3 separate regions of the Sus scrofa genome follow, and regions 1 and 2 are each linked to region 3. A link is a contact called in public Hi-C and HiChIP or PLAC-seq data. All regions are on one chromosome and are shown on one strand. The core of a region is the stretch at or near the end of the contact, and the rest is flanking DNA. Distances in the headings are between cores, read along the strand shown. Region 1 holds the start of LOC100156967 (cytochrome c oxidase subunit 5A, mitochondrial). Region 2 overlaps PPCDC (phosphopantothenoylcysteine decarboxylase). Region 3 holds the start of C7H15orf39.

What was found. Hi-C and Micro-C count contacts between places; a contact is called where the count stands out from the background. HiChIP or PLAC-seq counts read pairs in DNA pulled down with a chosen protein or histone mark.
Region 1: a contact with region 3 is called in a Hi-C map of liver, with 4 times the contacts expected there. The contact joins the promoter of LOC100156967 here to the promoter of C7H15orf39 in region 3. A contact is called at or near these places in 1 of 47 Hi-C or Micro-C datasets (liver) and 1 of 2 datasets of contacts at active chromatin or transcription factors (alveolar macrophages).
Region 2: an H3K27ac HiChIP or PLAC-seq map of alveolar macrophages shows a contact between it and region 3. The contact joins the enhancer-like site here to the promoter of C7H15orf39 in region 3. A contact is called at or near these places in 1 of 5 promoter capture datasets (fetal liver), 20 of 47 Hi-C or Micro-C datasets (adipocytes, alveolar macrophages, blood and 9 more) and 2 of 2 datasets of contacts at active chromatin or transcription factors (alveolar macrophages and skeletal muscle).

Annotation. Positions count from the first base shown.
Region 1 is chr7:58,621,213-58,625,453 of Sscrofa11.1, forward strand. It overlaps LOC100156967 (cytochrome c oxidase subunit 5A, mitochondrial), which reads left to right and starts at 1,757. Exons shown (of 5, transcript XM_005666147.2): 1 at 1,757-2,029. The coding sequence starts at 1,924.
Region 2 is chr7:58,525,306-58,529,891 of Sscrofa11.1, forward strand. PPCDC (phosphopantothenoylcysteine decarboxylase) reads right to left here. Exons shown (of 6, transcript NM_001243368.1): 5 at 1,173-1,341; 6 at 202-752. The coding sequence ends at 667. Among named protein-coding and RNA genes, the nearest start is that of PPCDC, 22 kb to the right of the region's middle. Within about 2 kb of position 2,131, at least 27 of the 83 cell types and tissues checked have an H3K27ac peak or open chromatin away from gene starts, as enhancers often do. A contact at or near this core is called in alveolar macrophages, fetal liver, liver and 1 more, where this site is marked.
Region 3 is chr7:58,387,627-58,392,212 of Sscrofa11.1, forward strand. It overlaps C7H15orf39, which reads right to left and starts at 2,491. Exons shown (of 3, transcript XM_021099036.1): 1 at 2,305-2,491.

The DNA.
Region 1 (4,241 bases), core at 507-3,006, 230 kb after region 3:
CTCAATCTAAGGTACTGTAGCAAAGTGGAGAGACTAAGAGCAAAGACCAGATGGAGTGTGGAAGTTCCCAGACCAGAGATGCCTGTACCACAGCAGCGATGCAGGTTGCTGCAGTGAAGATGTGGATCCTTAATGCCACGTGCCGCAAGAGAACTACAGTGCTTTCTTAAGTATGGGAACGCTGACCTTGTCCTGAGCTTCCAGCTCTTAAGATATTTGGAGAATATTAATTAAACTCAAAGAGGCAAAACTTCCCCTGGTGTTGTTTGGTTAAGTTGGTGGGGGAAAATGGGGACAGGTGCTTTGGGGTTTTTTTGTTTGTTTGTTTTTACTTTTGGCCACAACCAGGGGCATATGTAAGTTCCTGGACCAAGGACTGAACCCTCACCATAGCAGTGACTCAAACCACTGCAGTGATAACATCCAGCTCCTTAACCCACTATGCTGCAAGGGAACTCTCAGAGGACAGGTGCTTTGAGAAAAGCTTTTTTATCCGTTTCCCAGCCAGATTCATACCTCCTAAGGCCACACTGCTAGGGAAGAAAAAGAGATCAACACTGATTTTCTGGAGACAGAGCCTGGAGTGAGGAAGAGGAGCTGAATATCCATCTTTTCTTTCTTCAGTGGGTCCAGGGATAGAGAATGAGTGATTACAAGTCAAGAATCTTTACTACTTAACTCTTGGTGGCTGCGAGATAATTCAGGCCTGGGGCAAGCAGGCCCACTGCCCAGGAGCTCAAAATCAGAATGCAGTTACTGAGGCCAGATTTGATATTAAGAGTCTTGGGATTTAATCGACCCCTTCCTGTAGGGACTGGAAGTGGTGGTTTCCCCAGAAACATCCAGGTGAGTCCTGGAACTGGGGATTTGGTGAAAAGAGAGTCAATTGCCTGCAAGAAATCTAATTTCTGAGGCTGTTTCCTTCTCTGTAAAGTGATTGCACTCATATTTTTTTTCCAATTTTTGGCCGCCCCGTGGCATATGGAGATCCTGGGCCAGGGAACAGATTCCAAGGTAATCGCCACTCAAGTCGTAGCTGCGGCAACACCGGGTCCTTAACCCACTATGCGTGGCAGGGGATGGAACCCTGGTCTCAGAGCTCCCAAGACACGGCCAATCCCGCCTGTGGCGCCCCAGCGGGAGCTCCTCCACTCATTTCCTAATGCTTGCGGATTTGTTATACAGGAATATTGCTGTTGATCCCTGTTATGGCGCAGGGGAAAATAATCCGACTAGTAACCATGAGGTTGAGGGTTCCATCCCTGGCCTCACTCAGTGGGTTAAGGATCCGGCGTTGCGGTGAGCCATGGTGTAGGTTGCAGACGCCGCTAGGATCTGGCGTTGCTATGGCTGCAGCATAGGCTGGCGGCTACAGCTCCAATTCCACCCTTAGCCTGGAAACTTCCATTATGTTGCAGGTGCGGCCCTAAAAAGCAAAAAAAAAAAAAAAAGATTAGTTGCTAATAAGATCTTATACACAAGCAGTTGTTTTGCCCCCACTTGTTCTCTTATTGTAGGCTCACACCAGGTGGTAAACAAAAAAGATATTTTTATTATAATTTGTCGTTATTATTGTTATCGTTCCCATTTTGAGGTGCTGGAGTCGCCTCTCGAGCCTGTCCACTGCTGTCCTCTGCCATCCTACCATCCTAGCTCCACAATAGCAGATCTGGTCCACGCCCAGACCCGGGCGGCGGGGCGGGGCGCGGCGCCGAAATGGTTTGTCCTGAACGCGCCGCCGTAGGCCGCCTGCGGCCGCGTGTGGCCCCTTTCCGCCTAGGCGCGAGCGCCGCAGTGGGAGGGCCTCCACGCTCCGCCCGCCCTGCGTCGGTGCGTGAGTTCGGCCCCCACGAGCTTCGAAGCGGCCCTTGAGCTCACACCCGGCTTTGCCTTAGCGTTAACCTGCGCGCCGCCATCGCCGTCATGCTAGGCGCCGCTGTTCGCCGCTGCTCCGTAGCAGCAGCCGCAGTCGCCCGGGCCAGCCCTCGAGGCCTTCTGCACCCCACTCCGACCCCCGGCCCCGCCGCCGGTAAGGCTCCCGCCTGCCACTGTCCGCGCCCGCGTGTCCTTGTGGTGACCTGGGCCCCCGCCGCCATGCGAGGGCAGGCTCGCCCAGAGGCCTAGCCCCTGCCCTGCGGGCCGACGGCCGAACCTGAGGACCGCTAGCCATTCCCGCCGCCGCCGAGTTGTGGAGGACTCGAGGGCGCGTCCCGGGGTCCTCCCTTGGCGCGACTTCCTGGTGCGGGCACCGCGGACCGGTCGAGCGTGGACCTGCTGTGGGTGCACCTCCCGCGCCCACTGGACCTCTTCGGTCCCCGGGCCATGACCGTGCCCTGGCGTTGATCCTGCGGCCACTGACTGGGAGTGGCTACCGCCGGCCTGCAGCGCTTCCGCGAAGGTGACATTGAGCTCAGGGTAGAAGGCGGGAGTGGCCCCTCCGGGGACCCTGGCACCGCCGCCCGCAGCCTCTTCCGAGAACACTTTATACTTCCGTGACTGGGACACAGTGTAGTCTTTTCATCAGGCATTTCTCGTTACCGTTTTGTGTGTCACTTTCTCCAGCCGTTCTTTTATTTTTAGACACTGTTGTGCCATGTTTTAATTCTTCCATCTTTACATTAGATCAGTGTATGTGGTTGTTTCCTGAGGTCTGGAAGAGAGCCTGACTTGATAGGTCTTAGGATAAGAATATTACTGTTTGGAAAACGGGGTACCACAGACCCAGGAGTCCTGGGTCCTACAAACTTGGAGAAGTTTTATTTTTTATTTGTGCTTCCGGCTAGAAGTCTGGTTGCTGGAGTATGAGATGTTCTGCTGATTTCTGTCTCTTATTTTGCCTTCTGCTTAATATGTGTTCCAGGAGACTTTGTGTCCAGCACTGAACTTTTAATTATTGTAAATGCACTTTAAAAAATTTATTGGAATATAGTTGGCTCACAGTGTTGTGCCCATTTCTTGTAACTGCGCTTTGATCTTGGTGCGTGACGGTAGCATATGCTAACGTTATAAAATTTAAACATGCACTCAAACTCAAAACTAATAGTGTTGTTCTTTTGACTATTTAACTAGCGCTTCAGAACCTAAGGAGTTATGTTTTGCTTCGGTTTTGTTCATGTGGATACATTTGGGGGAGGTGTTCTTGACCTCTTGAAAAGAATTGTTACATTTTGTGGCAGGTTGAGGAAGTGGCAGGCTTTCTGCAAACTCTAGATTTAAGGCAGTTCTTTCTCCAGTAAATTTGGACTACTGGTTTATCTGCTAGGCATTCTCCGCACCCTCTTTAGTATAATTCCCTAACAAAAAGCTTTATTTTAGGTATTGTCCCATAGACCTAAATATTTGCCACAAGGAGGCAGTATTGGTTATATTCATGTCAACTGCTTTCTAGCGGTGTGACCTTGGAGGTATTAGTTAAACCTTAAGACTCAGTTCCCTCATCTCTAAAACCAGGATAATATTTAGTAGTTGTGAAATTTAAATGAGATAATATAAACTCTTACCCCTTTCCAGGTACAAATGCTTAAGACATACTTGCTTTATTATAGTGCTTTTCATTTTTGCATATTATAGGTGAGGTTTGTTACCAGTTTGAGACTGAAGAGGTTTTATGCAATTGAAAGTTAAAAAGATTAAGATTTTTGGATGAAGCTATCCAAGGGCAAATGAGAATATACTTGAGAGCTCTGAGGGGGTTAACCTGGATGGAGGGCTTCAAGTTTGCTTTAGATAAAAAACTTAAATTCCGTATTTGCTCCAAGAAATCTTCAGCTTCTAACAGAATTGTTTTCCAGTAACTGCGGGATTAAATAATGAAATATTTTGAATAATGGTTAGATTCTCTAGTCAACCCTTAAAAGTTATGCAATCCTGGCTCCTAATCCTTATCCTGATAGTTTTGGAAAGATGGGAGTTGTTTTCACTTTCCCTTTCTTGTTGCAGTGCCTTTAAGTAGGCACTTTTTATTACCTTCTGATATTTTTTTCTGCACCACTCCCACATTTATAGATTTACAGCCTTTGGGCCCCAAGATTCATGACTGCTCTTAGGTCTTGTACCTCCGTAGCCCTGCCTTTGGGCTTGTTCATGGACACCCTACATTGTTCACCTCTATCCGTTGCTCTTAGATATACCACTACCAAAATGTCCATTCTTTGAGCCATATCTGAGAGTTATTGAATGGAAAACTATCTGATTTAACTAAATTTAAACCAAGGGAATTAATAAGCTCCTTTAATTTTTCT
Region 2 (4,586 bases), core at 881-3,380, 140 kb after region 3:
TACGTGGCAGAGCTGGGATCTGACGAGGGGCTGTCTGGCTGCAAAGGCCCTTGCCCTTAATCATCATACGACATGGGGACTAGGAAGTGCTGGTCAGCTGCCAGCCCAGACCCTTCCCCAGCCACAACTAGCGATGCCCCTAATCACCAAAACCCCGGACAGGCTGTAAAGGAAGGATGGAGTCATAAAGGAAGAACGGAGTCTCCCCAAAAGTCACTTTTCTTTATTCTCAGTACTCCTCTCACAGCATGGTCCCGCCAATTCATAGGCTTCCCTGTACCCACCAAAGAGCTGAAGCTCCAAAGGCCTGGGGATCACCAGCCGTGGCTCTTTCTAAAAGCAGTTCCTGGGCGCCATGGAGGATCAAGATTTCTCAGTCACTCCTAAGTCCCCTTCCCGAAGCACAGGCACAATACCGCAGCTTGCTCCTCGGACTTGCTGCGCCCATCCCAGGAAAAGCTGGAGAAGAACTCCAGAAAGCAGGTGGCTCCTGGTTGAAAGAAGTTGGGACCTGGGCCTTTGGTTTAGTTTAACCTGGGTCAGGTCAGATCCCTGTTCAGCAAATGCAGGGAGTCTTCACCCCATTTTGTCAAAGGCCACCTTCTTCACCAACTTGGCCTGAAAACATGCTGAGTGCGGAGGGACATGTGTGACGGAATCCCGGGTTCAACTCTGCTGGAAGCCACCGTGCTGGAAGAGGACTTCTTTCACTTTGTCCACAATGGTGCCCACCTCAGCCATGGCCCCCAGACCTGGGGAGCAGAGCTCTACTGTGACCCTGCAGACTGAGGCAGGGGACCATTCCCCACCCACCCCACCCAGTGCTCCCCAGTGCCCCACCCAGAGCCCGAGGCCTGGGAAGGGCAGGACCAGGGCTGAGCCAGACCCATCCAGTCCCTCCCACGAAACCCTCCGGACAGTCCCAGGAATGGTTACAGTAGCCATCTGAACTATGTGGGCTGCATGTCAGGGAAGATGCGAGGCATTTTACTGTCTCATTTAATCCTAACAACTCTGACAAGGAAGAATTTCCATTTCCATTTCCCAGATGAGAAAGCCGAGCTCAAAGGAGAAGGGTTTTACCTGAGGTCACAGCAGACTAGGATCTGAAGCTGAGCCCTGCCCCAGCCCCAGGCCGTAGGAATGAGCTGTGAGCCTGGCCAGACACCCACCTTGGTCTCCACAGACCAGCTTCTTGGCCACACAGGGGATCTCGACATAGCCGAAGGCCTTGAGCTGGCACACCTGCTGCTCAGTGAGGGGGTGCTCCCACATGGCAGTGTTCATTGCTGGGCAGAAGAGCAGGGGCTTGCTGCGGTCCCAGGCCCGGATGACACAGGTCTGTGAAGAGGGGGGTGGGGGGACTGTGGGCTCAGTTTGCTGTCTGTGGAGCTGTCTCAGCCTCGGGGTGGGGCCATGTCCCCTGGTCCTCTCACCTCCCCACAGGCTACACACAGGAGATGCTCTACCAACTCTGGCAATGACCCAGCCACTTCTAAGCAGACCTCTCCTCCTGTGCAAACAAGGCTCCCTGTGCCCAAGCAATGTCTTCCCCAGAGCCGGCCCTTGCAGACAGAAGCAGCTCACAGAGTCCTCAGTGCCGTGAGCTTTGCAATCACGTGGACCTGGGTTCAAATCTTGCTGCGCTATCTGCTGTCACTAGCCATGAGAACTTGAACACTTGTTCCTTCACGCCAGGAGTCTCAGCTTCCTCTCTGCAAAAGCCCCCTCACCGAGCAGTCATGAGGACAGAGGGTGTGTGCTCACTTATAAAGCTCTTCGCACAAGGCCTGGCACAAAGTATGGCCTCCAGAAATAGTAGCTCCTGTTATTATAACAAGGATAGGGGTGTCTCGGGGAGAAATAAGCTCTGAGTCCCCTAGGAATGTGCTCCCCTGGGCTCTGACTGCTCCAGGTGCCTCTGCCTGGGCTGTGGACCCTTTAGGGAGATAGCGGCTGACACACCCTTTCCCTGAAGTGGATCCTGTCTGGGAAAAGAGGGGGAGTCCAGACAACAATGCCACAAACAGGCCAGAGAAAATGCCTGTCCTTCTCAGTGCCCTTGCCCTCTCCTAGGACAGGAAGGAAGTGGGACAGCACACAGCCTCAGGATCTGGCTGCTTGCGTCGTCCCAGACACCAGTGTTTGTTTCCCACCCAGTCCTCGTAATGAGGCAACCAGGCTATGAGTGGACAGTTTCAGTCCACACTTCCTCTTGGCCACGTGCCACCTGCTGCTTCTGTGGAAGTCATGAGCATCCCTAGAAGAGCCCCTTGACTGTGTGGGAGGCAGAGGCAGGGCTGGGGTTTCTAAAGGCGCTCAAAGCAAAACACACCAGCCAGAGCACAAACCCAACATCTCCATGCCCCCCCACCTCTCTAGCTTTTCCCACCCCATCTCAAAGCTCAGCGTTTCCTGGACAAACCACAGCTCCTCCAAACCTTCCAGCAGTAGGAGGGCTGAAAGGAGGCATCAGTTCCCACAGTCACTTGTTTGGCCAATGTTGTGTGCAGCACCTCAGGCTCTGCCCCTGGGAATCCACTTGGGTGAAGAGAAGCCCTGGATCCGTGTCAGAAGACCAGCTCCCAGCTGGACTGGTGACCCAGGAAAGTCACCTTCTCTTTCTGGATCTGCTGCATTACTGAGAACAAAGAAGGGCCAGAGGACAGATGCACCTCACCCAGGCCCAGGGCCCAGAGATTGGGAGCACAGGTTCATGCCTAGCACGCTGCCCTGATAGCACCCCAAGTTCTGGATACTGGAAAGGAAGAAGACCTGAAGGAGGGAGGAAGCAGGGCAAGTGTCTTTGGGGGTTATATAAGGAAAAAATATCTTCTGAGAGAAGACAGAGCCACAGATCATGATGGCAATAGTTTAAACTTTATAAGACTTGAAGTTCTTTGGAGTTCCCGTCGTGTCTCAGCAGAAACGAATCTGACTAGCATCCATGAGGGCGCAGGTTCGATTTCTGGCCTCGCTCAGTGGGTTAAGGATCCAGCGTTGCTGTGAGCTGTGGTGTAGGTAGCAGATGTGGCTTGGACCCCACATTGCTGTGGCTGCGGTTATGGCATAGGCCAGCAGCTACAGCTCCTATTCGACCCTTAGCCTAGGAACTTCCATATGCTGCGGGTGCAGCACTAAAAAGCCAAAAAAAAAAAAAAAAAAAAAAAAAAAGCTCTTCAGTTCTTTGAAGTATTTGTGCCTTCAAATGCAACCTTTGAGGCCAAGGGCCTCGGGGCTCATCTTGAGAACATGATCCATTGCGCAGCCAACTCAGTAGGAGGGAAACCCTAAAGATTTCAGGGAGTGGTGAGCTTTGAAGAAAAGAGGAAAACAGCTTTCAGAAGGAAGGAAGGAGACCTCACAAAGTTGGCCAGACCGGGGCTTAGCTCCTGGAGGTCAGTGTGCTTTGTCACATCAGCTGGCTGCTCGCCAGCCGGTGGGAAGCCTGGAGATCTGGTGAGACGGTGCTGGCTACACACAACACTCAGCCAAGAAGATGAAAGTGGCCGGGAGCCTGACCTGCTCCAGCCGCCCTGCCAGCCTGGCACCAGCCCCACTGGGAAGGCTTCTTGACAACATTGCCCCTAGGCTCGCTCTCCTCTGTGCTCCTTTGCCCCTGCCCTACAACACGATCTGTGTGTTGCTCTTTTTCTGATCACCTGTGCTCAATGATGCTTAAATCACCAGCAGCTCTTCAAGAAGTGCCTTAAACACCCATCAGCAAGCATATGAGGAGACAAACCTCCTATCTGACTCCTCAAAACCAGCTCCGTTAGTCACTTTTTCATCATATTCAACTCTGAAAACCTCCTGGCTGTTAGCCAAAGTCAAATTACTAATTACGTCATACATACCATAAGTATTTATTGAATGCCGACTACACACCCAGCACTGTGTAAGGTGTGACTCCAGTGTCCACACACTGTGCAGGTGTGTCACTGTACCACATACCAGAGCAGACCCCAAAACCCTTTCCTTCCAGACTGTGAGCTCCCTGTGTCCCTCCACATGGGGCCTGGTACATGGTCGGTAAGAGCTCTCGGAATGAAGGAAGGGGTGATGGGGGACAGGGAGGAAGGAGAGGGAGGGGATGGCACCCAGCCTCCCCTGGATGTTCATGTGGACAAAGGCTCTTTAAGGACAGCAACTCCCGGGAGGTCCCTCACGCCTAAGCCAATCCACACTCTGGACAGCTGGACTCCTGTTCCTCTCCTTCAGCCCAAGCCTCTCACCCTTTCTCTCTCTTCCTCTTTAAGCTTTCCGTACATACAGGAAACCACAGCTCAGCCTAGCGGCTAAAGCTATAGGAGAGATAAGTGTGTGAGATCCATGAGGAAGTGAGCACGCTTATCAGATTGCCCATGTGGATACCCAGATCCTGGTGAGAAGGCAGAGCCGAGAGGGGCAGGCGACAGGGCTGGGCAGGGAGGCCAGCGGAGAAGCATGTCAAGGGCAGCCCAGGAACTAGAGACAAAGAGAAAGGACCTGAGTGTCGAGGGGCAGGGGAGAGGTGGACACCCTCAGAGGGCAACCTGCCAAGACCTGGCCTTCTGCCACTTGCAGGAGAGCAGGTGAGACCAGAT
Region 3 (4,586 bases), core at 1,241-3,740:
GTGGGTTTCCTCAAGGCAGCCAGTGCCCCAGGAGGGGTCATCTGAGGCCAGTCTACTAGGGTCACATTGACCTGCTTCTACCTCCCCAATGCCCTGTTCCCCGAAACCCTCAGGTGGCTTAAGAAAGGATGAAACAGTTCAATCTGGCTATGATTAGGCCATGGGCCAGGTGTCACAGGTTTCTCTCACAAATCCGCCAAGACCAGCCCCCTCTCTCAGCCCTCTCCTTCCTTCGGCCTGGTGGCTATGACAACTACAGGTTCAGAGTTAGACTGGCACATTTGGGGGGATGGGAAAAGCCGAAGGTAGTATAGGGGCAATGCCCACCCTCAACCCAGCCTCAGTGCACCAAGGAAGCCAGGCAGCACTCTCAGAAAAAAAGATGGTTCATCTCCTGGCCAGAATCCTTCAACACCTCAGACAGCCTGGAGAAGCGGATGCTTCGGAGAAGACAGAGAAGGACATTAGGGCAACAATACTGATAGCAGTGCCCTATGACAAGGTTCTGCAGCCAAAAGGAACCCCCCCTCCCCTGCCTCACACTGCACAGCAACTTTGCAGAGGTTGTATGGTTTTGGAGGTGCTGAGCCCCCCTGCCCTTGGGGGCCTCTGGATTAATTAAGTGCTGGCTCTAGTCTCACCTCCTCTGCATACTCCTTGGGGCCTGCTCCATACCCACCCCCTTCTCTTCTGGGCTCTGCCCATTGCGTGCCCTTTGCCCGGGAGACTTCCTGAGACACCCCCTTGGGACCCAATCAATAAAGGTGAGGCCATTTGGGACCCTCGAGAGTCTTTGGAGGAGAGACAGGGGCTCTAGGGAGACAGCAGAGGACTATGAAGGGTATGGACTATGCCAGTAGGGGATGGAGAGCCCAGTATATATGCCCTCAAGCAAGGCCCCTCCAGGTTCAAGAAGGTAGCCAAAGTGTAGGGGCCTCCTTCCCTGACACTGATGCATACACAAAAAGGCAAGCAATTGTTTGGGGAAGGGCAGGACCCCAGGGAGCAGGGGTCACATCACACTTTCGGCCACTGAGCTACTTGCTGGTTGAGGTTAGAGCTGGTCTGGGAGGACCAACCTCTGGCAGGGTCCAGAAGACCCCACCAAAGCTGTGCCATCCCTGCCCTAAGCAGCAGGGGGAGTAAACAGTTCTGTGGCCCCATTGCCTCTTCCACCTTTTAAGGGGTCTCCAGGAGGACATCGGGCAAAAGCAGGAAGAAGAGAGGGATCTTGCCCAGCTGTGGCCAGCGCCTGGACTCTCTTAGCAGGCTGAACTAGGCCCCCTTTCCATGTTCTTACACCTCCCCGCAGCTGAGGCTCTGGGCCCTGCCACCGCTCCAACCGTACCTAGGGGCAGCCCAGGCTCCAGGGGAGGGGGAAGGGTCGTGGGATGGGCTCCAGCCCCTTTCCTCTACCTGCCTGGCCCATAACTCTGTGCCTGGGGCCCTCAGCCGACCTGGCTTTGGGGCTACCGCTGCACCCGACCCCGCCAGCTTCCGGGTGTCCTCATGCCCTGCCTGGCGGCGCTGGGGCGCACGTGCACCCCAGGAGGACGACACACAGGCCTCCGCCACCCATGCAAACCCGTGCCTGCAAGTACGTGCCTGATCCATATCTGCACAAACGGCCCGCCAGAACTGCGTTCTCCCCTCACTCGGGCCCCCGCACACGTGTGCACGCAGGCAGGACAGCGCACCGGGCCCCACGGACCGACACCCAAAGACTGGTGAGAGGATCGGGGCAGGGGGGCGGCCTGGCTGCAGAGACCGGGCAGCCACCGCCTCGGGGCGATCTCGCCAGCCTGGGCTGCGGCCAGAGAGTGAGTCAAGCCGTAGCGAGGAAACCGCAGGGCCGTCGCGTCCCAGCAGGGCGCGTCCAGAGCCCCGCGGAGCCTTAGTGCCTGCGGCCCCCCAGGCCAGCCCCCCGCCGGCCTCTCCTCTCCGCCCGCGTAGTCCACGTGAGCCGGGCCCCGCAGGAGGCCCGGGGGCTCGGCCTGAGCTTCACTTAGCCAGCCCCGCACTAGATCAGGCGCTAGGGCCCCGCCGGAGCTCCACGACGCTACCTGCTCCAGGGGCCTCGAACTCCGGGGAAAGTCGGAGCAGCGGCGCGACCCCTGCCCGGCAGCGCTCCCGCCGAGGGTCCGAGGCCGCCAGGAGCCACGCCACTTCGGCCCAGGCCCAGCGCGCTCCATCCCCGGGCCGGCCGGTAGGGGCGCCCTGGGGCAGCGCCACCCGCCCCTTCCCCACGCGCCGCCCGCAAACTCGGCCCAAGTTTCCGCGCCCGCCGAGTGGGCGAGCTCCTACCTGCACAGTGCTGGGCTTCCCGCTGCTGCTGCCTGGGACCGCGGCCGCATTCTCCAGCGCCAGCGAGGCGGAGGGTCCTTGTCCAGCTCGGCCCTGCGCGGGAAGTCGCGGCGAGCACCGAGCCCGGAGCCACCCTCCGAGCTGCCGTTCGCGCCGCCGCCGGGCGCCGTCTGCGGTCCCGGGCGGGGCGGGCTGGGGGCGGGGCGGGGGCGGGGCGGCCCGCGCGGTGGGGGCAGAGCCCGGCCGTGCCTCTGGGAGCCTGCGCTCCCCCGGGCCCTGGGGGTGTGGAGGGCCTGCGTCGGCCAACCCTCCGAGGCCCCGGCCGCGGGCGCTGTGCACTGTCTGAACCCAGCACACTCCGCGAACCATCGCCCCACGCGCCCGTCACACGTCTTCATTCAGTCACTCAGATCATTCATTCATCGCCACTTTTCTAGCTCTGTGACCTTGTGCCCGCCGCTTGACCTCGTTGAGCTTCAGTTTCCTTATTTTAGTCAAACTGGGATTATCTCATTGTGTCCTAAGATTTAGAAGAGGTTATATTAAAATAACTGGCTCTCAGAGTTCCCGACCCGTCTCAGCAGGTAACGAACCCGACTAGGATCCCTGAAGGTGCGGCTTCAATTCCCGGCCTCACTCAGTGGGTTAAGGATCTGGTGTTGCCTTGAGCTGTGGTGTAGGTCGCAGAATCTGCTTGGATCTGGCGTTGCTGTGGCTGTGGCGTGGGCCTGTAGCCGTAGCTCCTGCTCCCATTTGACCCCTAGCCTGGGAACTTCCATATGCCACCAGTGCGGCCCTAAAATAGCTAAAATAAAATATCTGGCTCTCTTGGCCAGTACAGTTGCATTAGGGAGCCGGAGAAGGTCTCCTTAGTCTGTTCCCTCACCGCAATACAGCAGAGAGGGCAAATTCCAGAAAAATATCTCAAAGCTTGTTAGGGCACCATACCTGATGAGGAGGGGGTGATTTCCCCATCCCTGAAGTGAGCCAGGAAGGAGGATGCTGGAAGTTTTGCCAAGTGGCCTCAGTGGGTATCTCTGAACATTTTTGACAAATCTCCCTCAGTAAGACTGGACTAAGCTCCATGTAGCCACATAGGTGGGTTGGGTTGAGCACTCCCAGGCAGGAACGGTGTGTTACCAAGAGAGGGGCTGGAGGGATGGAAGAGCTGTCTCCATTTGCCTTCTCCAGGCCATCTTGGTGGCCATCACCGAGAAGCTGCTGGGTGCTGTTACCTTCTCTGAAAAACCTAGTTCCTTGCATTTCTTGGGCTGCCCAAGGACTGGGGGCAGGTGTATGCAGTGAAGGAGGAAAGGAACAGGTGGACATGCCAAAGGTCAGAACAAGTTCACGGAGCAAAACCACCCAGGCCATCTGCTCAGATCCCAAAGGTCAGGGCCGCCTGAGTCAGAGGGCAGAGCAGGCCTGAGGCTGCAGGTTCCAAGAATAAGGAAGCATCTAGAGCTGCTGGAGCTGAGCAGGAGGGGCTGGGTGCTGCGGAGAGGAAGAGGAAGTGAAGGTCACCTGGGGCAGCAGAGAGGGTATTAATTAGTTGAGATATGAAGGGCCCTTAGAAATTGAGTTTGGAGAAGGAGCTGGGGAGCAGAGGCTCAGAGAAAATTGAGGCTTTCCCAAAGTCACATAGCAGGCTGGGATCAAGAAAATGCATTTGTAAGCTGATGACTTGGAGTCATGGCCAAGCTTCAGCTCACAGGCTGTTCTTCCTCACTTTTTTTTTTTTTTTTTTTTTTTTTTTTTTGTCTTTTTGTCTTTTCTAGGGCCTCACCCATGGCATATGAAGATTCCAAGTCTAGGGGTCTAATCGGAGCTGAAGCTGCTGGCCTAAGCCAGAGCCAGATCCGAGCTGCATCTGCGACCTACATCATAGCTCACAGCAATGCCTGATCCTTAACCCACTGAGCAAGGCCAGGGATCGAACCTGCAACCTCATGGTTCCTAGTCAGATTTGTTAACCACTGAGCCACAACGGGAATTCCAGTTCTTTCTCACACTTGCTCCTCACTAACACTGCCCTCCCCTCCAAGACACCCATTCCCTGGCCTCCACCCTGGTACTGGGGATGGGGAGGGAGGAGGGCAGTGTTCTCTATTTAGGGTCTGGGAGTCTTAGGTTGTGCGATCAGCTGGCCGGTGTTCTCTCCAACTTCTCTGAGCCTGAGTGGGGCCCACCCAGGCCAAAATGAGCCTGGTGAGGCCCAAGGAGGGGCAGTTAAGAATCTGTGGACCCAAAGTTCCCATTGCGGTGCTGCGGAAATGAATCCG